Linked DNA regions of Mus musculus: region 1 is linked to region 2. The links are chromatin contacts, called in public HiChIP or PLAC-seq maps. All regions are on one chromosome and are shown on one strand. Each heading gives the region's core, a stretch centred on a gene start, on an enhancer-like site or on the middle of the called end of the contact. The rest is flanking DNA. Distances are from core to core; before and after follow the strand shown. Region 1 holds the start of Fam166c (family with sequence similarity 166, member C). Region 2 holds the start of Selenoi (selenoprotein I).

Evidence for each region. HiChIP or PLAC-seq counts read pairs in DNA pulled down with a chosen protein or histone mark.
Region 1: a contact with region 2 is called in an H3K27ac HiChIP or PLAC-seq map of extraembryonic endoderm stem cells. The contact joins the promoter of Fam166c here to the promoter of Selenoi in region 2. A contact is called at or near these places in 5 of 39 promoter capture datasets (the C10 cell line, the HPC-7 cell line, neutrophils and 2 more), 6 of 484 Hi-C or Micro-C datasets (3T3-L1-derived adipocytes, the C2C12 cell line, the CH12 cell line and 3 more), 6 of 115 datasets of contacts at active chromatin or transcription factors (the 230-238 cell line, bone marrow-derived macrophages, extraembryonic endoderm stem cells and 1 more) and 1 of 9 other capture datasets (adipose tissue).

Annotation. Positions count from the first base shown.
Region 1 is chr5:30,464,751-30,468,905 of GRCm38.p6, forward strand. Fam166c (family with sequence similarity 166, member C) reads left to right here and starts at 1,327. Exons shown (of 4, transcript NM_029285.1): 1 at 1,327-1,434. The coding sequence starts at 1,361.
Region 2 is chr5:30,231,015-30,235,337 of GRCm38.p6, forward strand. Selenoi (selenoprotein I) reads left to right here and starts at 1,567. Exons shown (of 10, transcript NM_027652.3): 1 at 1,567-1,801. The coding sequence starts at 1,745.

The DNA.
Region 1 (4,155 bases), core at 77-2,576, 230 kb after region 2:
CAGCCATTCTGATTGTGTGTGTGTGTGTGTGTGTGTGTGTGTGTGTGTGTGCGCGCGCGCGCGCGCAAGCACCTCTTACAAACATATGCTCCCTACAGCCTAGAATCGCTGGCATCTGTTAGAGGACATCTCTGGAGAGTTCTGATTGTGATGGCATCCTGTGAGTTCATTAGTGACTGTGGTCTTCATCGGCTGCCATTTACAGGTTCCAGCTGTGCGGGTGATGCCTCTACCCGAGGAATAGCTGAGGGGAAGAGACCCACCACATGATGGTTAATATCGGCTGGCTGCTTGACAGGACCTAGATTTGCCTAGCTCATGGAGGAGACAGTTTATGTAAAGCAAACCTCAAGTGGACTTCAGGGCTTTGATGGCTGAAGGGAAACCTCACACTACAGATCTCTGGGCAGAATGAACTACGGTACCTGAGGCAAATATAAACCATAGACTGTCCCAGTTACTTCTACCCCGACAAAATAGTGCAGTAAGCAACTTAAGGGAACCAAACTTTATTTAAGACAATGGTTTCAACCCATCCTTGTGGGGAGGCATGGAAAACAGCTCCTTTCGCATCTCAATGACCAGAAAACTGCAAAGCCAGAACCAAGAACTAACTTTCCAAGGGTGGCCCCTAGTAACCCGCTAGACCAGCCAGGGCTCTCCCCTATAAGATTCTGTGTCTTAAAGGTAACACCCACCAGGGAACAAGGCTCAAAATGTGAGTGTGTGAGGGATATACAGACTCAAACTGTAACAGGCACTCCTCCCTTCTCCTCCTGTCCCTCCTCTGCCCCAGAAAGTGTCTCATCAAGTCGCCCAGGCTGTCCTCAAACTAGCAATCCTCCTGCCTCAGCCTCTGATGATGGGATTACAGGCCAGAGTCACCCTATTTGAGAAATGTGGGAAGAAGGAAGTTCAAGGGGAGAAAGGAGAAACTAATGAGAAAATTAGTGAACATTGAAATGACAGGGGTGGGAACCCACACATGAAGTGAGGTCAGCCATAGAGCCACTTCCCCGAGTTCCGTGGGTGGAGGGAACCCTCGTGATCCAAATGGGATCAAATGATAGCCTCTTCAGGATCGATCCAGCTTTTTTATCTCCACACCATATCTCCAGTAGATATGAACACCTAAACTGGATGCCAGGGACCCTTGGGGGAGCCACACAGTAACCTTGTGAGGATGGGGCGGCGTCTTCTCCGGGTTGATAGACAGAGAAGGTCTAGGGAGCGCACAGCAAAGAGGACTCACTGTCCCAGAACGAACTCGGGTTGCCAGGCATGTGGTTGCCGGGTGACCAGCTGGCTGTTTACCGCAGGGCTGAGCCGAGCCACCGCGCCGGGGCTCGCAGCACCCACCATGGCCTTCCGTAGCGCGGGCACACTAATGACCGAATTTAATGCCGCCTTCGTGCCCCCAGCTCTCATGCCCGGGTAAGCTGCTAGGCACCCTGACACACCTGAACTTGCGGGTCAGAGCTCTCCCCCTCCTCCCTTCTGCACACACCTGCGGGACGCCGAGGCTCCGCCCTCTGGATCTGGGGGCTCCAAGAAACCCCACTGGCCAGTGTTTCCTTCTTGGCTTTCATGGTCTTTCTGCTGTAACAACAGACTGGCAGGTGGTGGGGCTGAAGAAGTGGATGTCTGAGACTTACTTAGCCCACTTGCTATGGATGGGGCCAGACTGAGGGAGAGAGAGACCGTGAAAATGTGTGTGCTTGGAGCAAGCAGCCTGGTTCACAAAGAATGTGAGAAGGAGCTGGGAGTGCCCGGCTTTCCAGGAAGGAGGGATTGACGCCGGGTGGGCATGCCTAGCAGAATCTGGCAGGGCCGTATGTGACAGTTGGTAGAGTACACTAGCCACCTGATTTTTATACATACTTTTTTCTGCAAACTGAGCAGGCTACGGGATGAAAAAACCACCAGCGTCGACAGAACACAGTGCATTTTACATAAAATTCGATGTGTTTTCCCGCGGAAGAAGCAGGGCACCGAGGGGCTCTCTGTTACCATCATTTTCAGAAACAGTACGTGTGGAAGTATCTGCCCCCAGAGTCTGGGGCTCTAGTTCCAATCTGGCATGTCGGTGGTGGATGGGACCCATCAGACAAAGGTGGTTTACAAAGCATAGAGTTTCCCCAAAGCCAGCCAGGCATGTTGGATCAGCTGGCCGTGAGGCTTGGCTACCCACTGCTTCTTCACTTGGAAAAGACATTGAGTGTTCATGGGGCATGTGCCAGGTGTTATAGGCACCCCAAAGGAACAAAGACAAAAGGGGGTGGATGACCCCAGAGGGATCCCAGCCTTCTATTTAGATTTTCTTTACATTTTGAGACAGAGAGTCTCAGGAAGTTACCTGGGCTGACCTTGAGCTCAGGCTATGGGCTAGGCTGTCCTTGAACTTTTGATGCCCCTGCCTCGGCCTCCCAAGTGCTGGCATTAGAAGTCTATATGGCACCAGACTTATAGAAGTCTATAAGTCCCCACTATCTACGCTGAGCCCTGGTGGAGCACAGCACAGGTCCCCCTTACTCATGTAAATACTTAAGATTTAGTTCAAACTCATCTTTGAGGCCAAGGCCAGCAGTGGGTTTTCCACACTCTAGCTGTCTGTCATGAGCTGTGACATCAGACATTGCTCTTTTATTTCTTTTACTCCTCCACAGCAGTGGGTCCCAACTTGTAGCTCTCAATCTCTTTGAGGGCATCAAACGAGCCTTTCACAGGGGTCACGTGTCACACACACTGCGTATCAGATATGCATTCATTATGATTCATAACAGTAGCAAGATTATAGTTAGAAAATAGCAACAAAATAATGTTACGGTTGGGGGTCACCACAGCATGAGGAACCACATTATAGGGATGCAGCGTCAGGAAGGCTGAGACTCACTGCTCCACAGGCTTTTATTGGAAGAGCTGCTTGTGCCAAACCCGTTGATTCTTTGCTGCCTGCAGGGCAAGCCCTGGCGTGCCAGCAGCCCTATCCCATGATTCCGTCACACTAGAAGCTTTGGAGGCTGCAGTTTTAGGAAAACCCCCACGGTGCCTCTCTAAATGTTTGTCTTTGGTTCCCTTGAGTGCCGCATTCTATCCTATGATTCCTTTAGAGATAGTAAAGACAATGGCCGGCCATAAAGGGGGCTTCAAGCCTGGCTTCCGCTAGGCAGAGCGCTGAGCCATGTCTGCTACTCTCCGTCAAGACCTTTCTGTGAGAGATATGTTTTCCTCAAAGGTCCCCCTCAGCCAGGAATGAACCAGGACATCTGGTGTTTCTACTACCTCAGTGGCAATCCCGTTTACTTAATGAAAGACTCCAGGATTCCCTACCTGACTTGGATAATTATTATTTTTTTCTGTTCTTTCTCAAACATTAATCACAGATGTGAAAGAACAGCCAGTCTCTTCTGACACTCCAATCATCCCCTTTGTGGATTTATCTACAGGCAGGGAGTGTTTGGGTTGCTTGGGACCACACAGATCTCACTGCCCACCTCCCCGCTGTTTCAGACGAGGGCACGGCGGTCACGGGGTCTTTGTGTGATCTCCTGCTGGTGACTGTAAAGAGCTGGGCTGCAGCCAGGTCTTGGGTGCCGAGCAGTAACACCATGACCCTCCCCGCCAAGCCTGTGCCAGGCCCTCCCTGTGCTACGTCCATTATGAGCCCCTCTGTAGAAAGGCTTCCATAGGCTCAGTGGGTAGGGAAACCTGACGGTCTGAGTTCAATACCTGAGGTGGACATGATGGAAGGAGAAGAGAACCCACTCCAGAAAGATGTCCTCTGACCTCCACACACAAGCCACGGGAACACACAGCATTGCCCCCTAAAATATAATAAATAAAAAAGGCTTCATAGCAACCAAGAGGAGGACCGAGCATCTTGCCCAGGGCCACCCACAAGATCTTTTGGCTTTAGTCTGCTTTACCCCACTATCTACGCTGAGCCCTGGTGGAGCGCAGCACAGGTCCCCCTTACTCAGCAGGGTGGGGGCAGAGAGATAGCCACCGGAGCCAACCTGCTTGGGTGTGAGTTCTGGTCTTGTCATTTCTTTCTTTACCTTTGATAAGCTCTACTTAGCTGTCTAGTAAAAGAAGACAATGGCGTGCAGGTTAAAGGAAAGGAAATCATTCAATGTGTGCAAAGCCCTATGCTTA
Region 2 (4,323 bases), core at 317-2,816:
TTTGCAGTTGTGTAAGTTTTTAAAAAATTACTTTTTATTTTACACGTATGGGTGTGTGTTTGCCTGCATCCTGTGCATGCAGTGTCCTTGAAGGCCACAGGAGGGCATCAGATTCGCTGGAACTGGAGCTACAGATGGGTGTGAGCCACCTCTGGGAGTTGAACTCAGGATCTCCAGAAGAGCAGTCATTACTCTTAACGGCTGAGCCATCTCTCCAGCCCTATCCTGTCACTTTTAAATGTTTTTCCACAAGTAGTTAAAGTATTTTAAGTATGGTTTGTATTTCAGATGGAATGGTGCAAGGCTCATATTAAAAAAAAATTGATGACAAGATTCTTTTTGTCATATTTATATTGACTAGAAAAACTACATAGCAAAGATTTTATGTTGGTTTAATGGACACTTTATATGCATCATCTCATTAAGAACTGTACATTTTAGAGGTGGGTGTGGTGGCTCACACTTGATATTGATAATATTGTCATGAATCTGAGGTTAGTCTGGGCTGAATAGTGAGTTCCAGGCTAGCTAGGAGCTGGTATGGGATCCTGTCTCAAAAAAGCCGGAAACTGTGCTTAGCATATCTTAGGTCCTGACAGCAATTTGTTAAGTGAATGACTCCAAGGAACTTAAGTGGAGATTTCAAATTAATTGCCCTCATTCCAGGGAACAAGGGAACTATTAGACTCACTGATAATCTGTTTCTAATAGGGCTATATTTCTAATTGGGCTAACCATTTCCAACCAAATAAGTGCTTCTGGATAGGCATTGTAATTTGAATTTCTTGCTGGTACTGGAGAATACACAACTCCGGACTGTGTGCTAAGGGAAATGGGGCAAATGCCTCTCATCTCAAAGTTAATGGGTTGGCGATGATGTATGCAAAATTCTCTGCACGTAAGGCACGCAATAAAAAGTAGCAATTATTAAACATTTCCTATTATTAGACACATATTAACCACTGGTGACGTGTTCTTTCTACAATGCACTGGGCCCTAGTTGTAAAATCACTCCTTGTAAACACAGGGCCCCGTCGAGATTGAGAGATCAATGGTTTTATGGGGGAATCGAGGAGACTTAAGCAATTGGAATTCGCACCGGCTGAACCAGTGGAATTTGACGAGGCAGTCCAAGGTTCACAAGCATCATGGATCAGAAGGGACTGATTTTCAAGTCCCTTTGGATTACTCGATGTTTCCCGTTCGCCCGACATCATCATTTCAGGATCCCGAAGCTCCAGGCGCTCACAGCCCGCTGTGGCACACACCTGCCTCCGCCCTTCCCCTCGAACGCCCCCGTACACACTCACCCGGGCCACAAGATTATGCGAGCATCCCACACAATCACTCGGGGTTCCTATAGCAGAGACAAGAGCAAAGGCTGCTGGGAAGTTGACCTTTCACTCCTCCTCTTACTTCAGTTCACCTATTTTGACTCTGGCAAATGAAGCGACGAAGACGGTAGGAGGGGCGGGACTTGGCGATGGCCATCCCGTGCCGATTGGATTGAGGCGGTGCTGGGGGCGGGCCGTGTAAGGGGCGGTGTCCCTACCCGCGGGAGCCGCGGGGCTGCGCTTGCGCACTGGGTGCGCTACGCGTGCGCGGTGGGCGGAGCGCGCCTCTACCTTCTTTACCAGCCCAGGCTTTCCTAGCTCTGCACAACGCCGTGTGCTGCTCCTGTTTCATTGCCCTGTCGCGCAGTGTCGCTGCCGCTGCGGAGTGGGCGTTCAGTTTTCGGGTCGTCATGGCTGGCTACGAATACGTGAGCCCAGAGCAGCTGTCGGGCTTTGACAAGTACAAGGTAGAGAAGGCGAGCAGGCGGTCGCCCATCTCCCCCGCGCCCGGGCCGCGCCCTGGCCGGCGAGGGGCCGGCGCGGTCCGTGTCACCTTGCGCCTGCCGCGTGGCGCGCCGGCGGGCGTTGTTGAAGGGGATTCTGGGGGCGGGAGGTCGCGGTCGGGAAGCTTGGGAGCATCCTAGGCCGGCCGCCCGGTCTTGGCACCCCGCGGGAGACTGCCTTTTCCTTAGAGAGTGGGGTGAAGAAATTCCTTTCTCTCCTTTTCCTTATTAATTGTCACTGCGGCGGGTTTTCAGCCTTTCCCAGAGAGGGTGTTGTTCCCTTCTTTTGGTCGTCGTTTGAATGAGCTTCTCACATGCCTCTCAGTGCTTACAACTTCAGAGATCTGGATGGTCTTTTAGCGGATGCTAAGGGAGGGAAGTGACTTTTTCAGGCCTTAATGCAGATGCACTCCACCCTACCCCTGGAAAAGGGCTTTCACTGAGGCTCGTAGCGCTGGCACTGCAGGTTAAGACGTTGTGCACTAGAAGAAACTGTATAGTGCAAAGAGCGCGCGGGCTTTGGAGTACATAGAAACGCGATGCCAAAGTCAAGTTTCTTCTTTTGGCTTTGGACGAGTCGTTGAAACCCTACTCAGCCTCTCTTTTAGGCTCTTTAGCCTAAGTGTGAGTTTCTCTTGTGCTTAGTATATTGGAAAGGGTTGAAAAGAGTCTGGCACGGCATGAACCCCCAAGAAATGCTGGTGGTTCCAGCATTCTGGGGTTGCAAAATACAGATTTAGTAGTCCCCCCAGGGAACTACTGGCCATCCAGGTGTCTTAATGTGAAATAATGAGGTTTGGTGTTTCATCTTTGGTAAGCCTTTCTTGAGGGCAATCTGTTCCTTTATGAAATTAGTGTGTGCCGAATAGAATGTCCAAATGATGAGGCTAGTCCTGTGGGTAGTAGTCATCCAGGAAACATTTGTGCAATGAATTAATATTTTGGGGGGAAAAATCTTCATTTTGTTTAACTGAAATAGAAAAAAAAAAACCCAGGGGCTTTAGAAGGCCCTAGGATATTCTTCTTTGAAGCAGTGTTGGACCATACTATTCTGAATTAAGGTGGTGACTTACCTTAAAACTGTAACTGGGAAGGAAGAAATTGCAGAGCTTTCTTAGTGGCTTGGGTCAGAAGGCTGTTAACCCAGATACCTCCTGTGTGTGTTTGCATCACCCTCTTGGTTATCTGTGCTGCACTGCAAAGATTGGCAGCCAAAATATTTTCTTCGAAAATGAGTCTTGACTTTTAGAGCAAGTTTTTATAAAGTGGCAGCTTTATTCAGTGAGCCTAGTTTTCCTCACCGTCTTCTCTAGGTTTATAGTCCCAGCTAGATAAAAGTCTTATTTTATCGGACATCTCGGTGTGGTTTTCTGTGGCTGTCCCTTCCTTATCTGACTCAGCTCCTGTGTTTGACAACCGGTTTCCTATCGTTCTGGAAAACAAAGGTCAGTTTTGCAATCGTCCCAGCAGTCACTAAAATGTTGATGTTATTCTAGTTACAGTGAGGCTTTTTTTGGAGGCGGGATCCAAAATCAATCACAAATGTATAACCTTAAATTCTAGTAGAAGGCTCTCTGCTGGATGCCATACCACATTCATTTTAAAAGAATGAAACAGAGGCATCCAAAGGGAAAGAAAAATCTGTGTGGTCAGTTTTGTTGGCACGTGAAATTGCACACAGAGATCCTTTCTTTCTCATTGCCTTCTCATTGTGTGGTCTTCAGAGAGTACATGCTTTATAACGGATTAAGACACCACCCCCAAGCATGCAATCAAAATACTTAAAGAGGTTTTAATCGGGTGTGACCTTTTATAACAGAGCAAAAAAATACAGAGAAAAGAAATGACACTCCTATACCAGCTGGTGGAAAAAATTACTTTTGAACCAGTTTAATTTTTCTATCTTTCCTAGAGGTACATTTGAGAGCTACACGTGGAAACCTGGCACTTGCATATAGTAGCTGCTGAGAGGGGTGCACACAGAGAGGTAATTAGGTTTCTGTAGTAAGAAAGAGGTGATTTCCAGTACAGAAGAAAGCCTGGGGTGGATTCAGTTTTATATACTCTCAATACGTACGTCTTCTGGTGAAGTGTCTAACACAGTCCTATTCAGTAGTTAGTTTAATAATTGCTGGTGGTGTGTTAGGACAGGAGCTCTAGGTGGGCAGGGCTGATAGCTGTCTCGTTCAACATGATCAGTGTCTCCACAGTATCTTGAGCTGAAGAGATGCCCAGAAAATACTGAAGGAATGAAGATGGAAAGGAATAGAAGGCATTTTAATTAAGTCTGGTAGTAGGAGCTCTGTGCAGGGGTGCTGGAAGGCTTCTTTTGAATTTTCACTTTGAATATGATGAGCTAATTTAGAAGTACAGTTGTTCTGCTCCATTGCTTAATAAGGAGCTCAGACAGTTATGTTGAAGTATTCCAATTTGTAAGGTTCATCGTTCCTCGCTGTTTTCCATTTTCCTCTTGTTCGTAATGGACC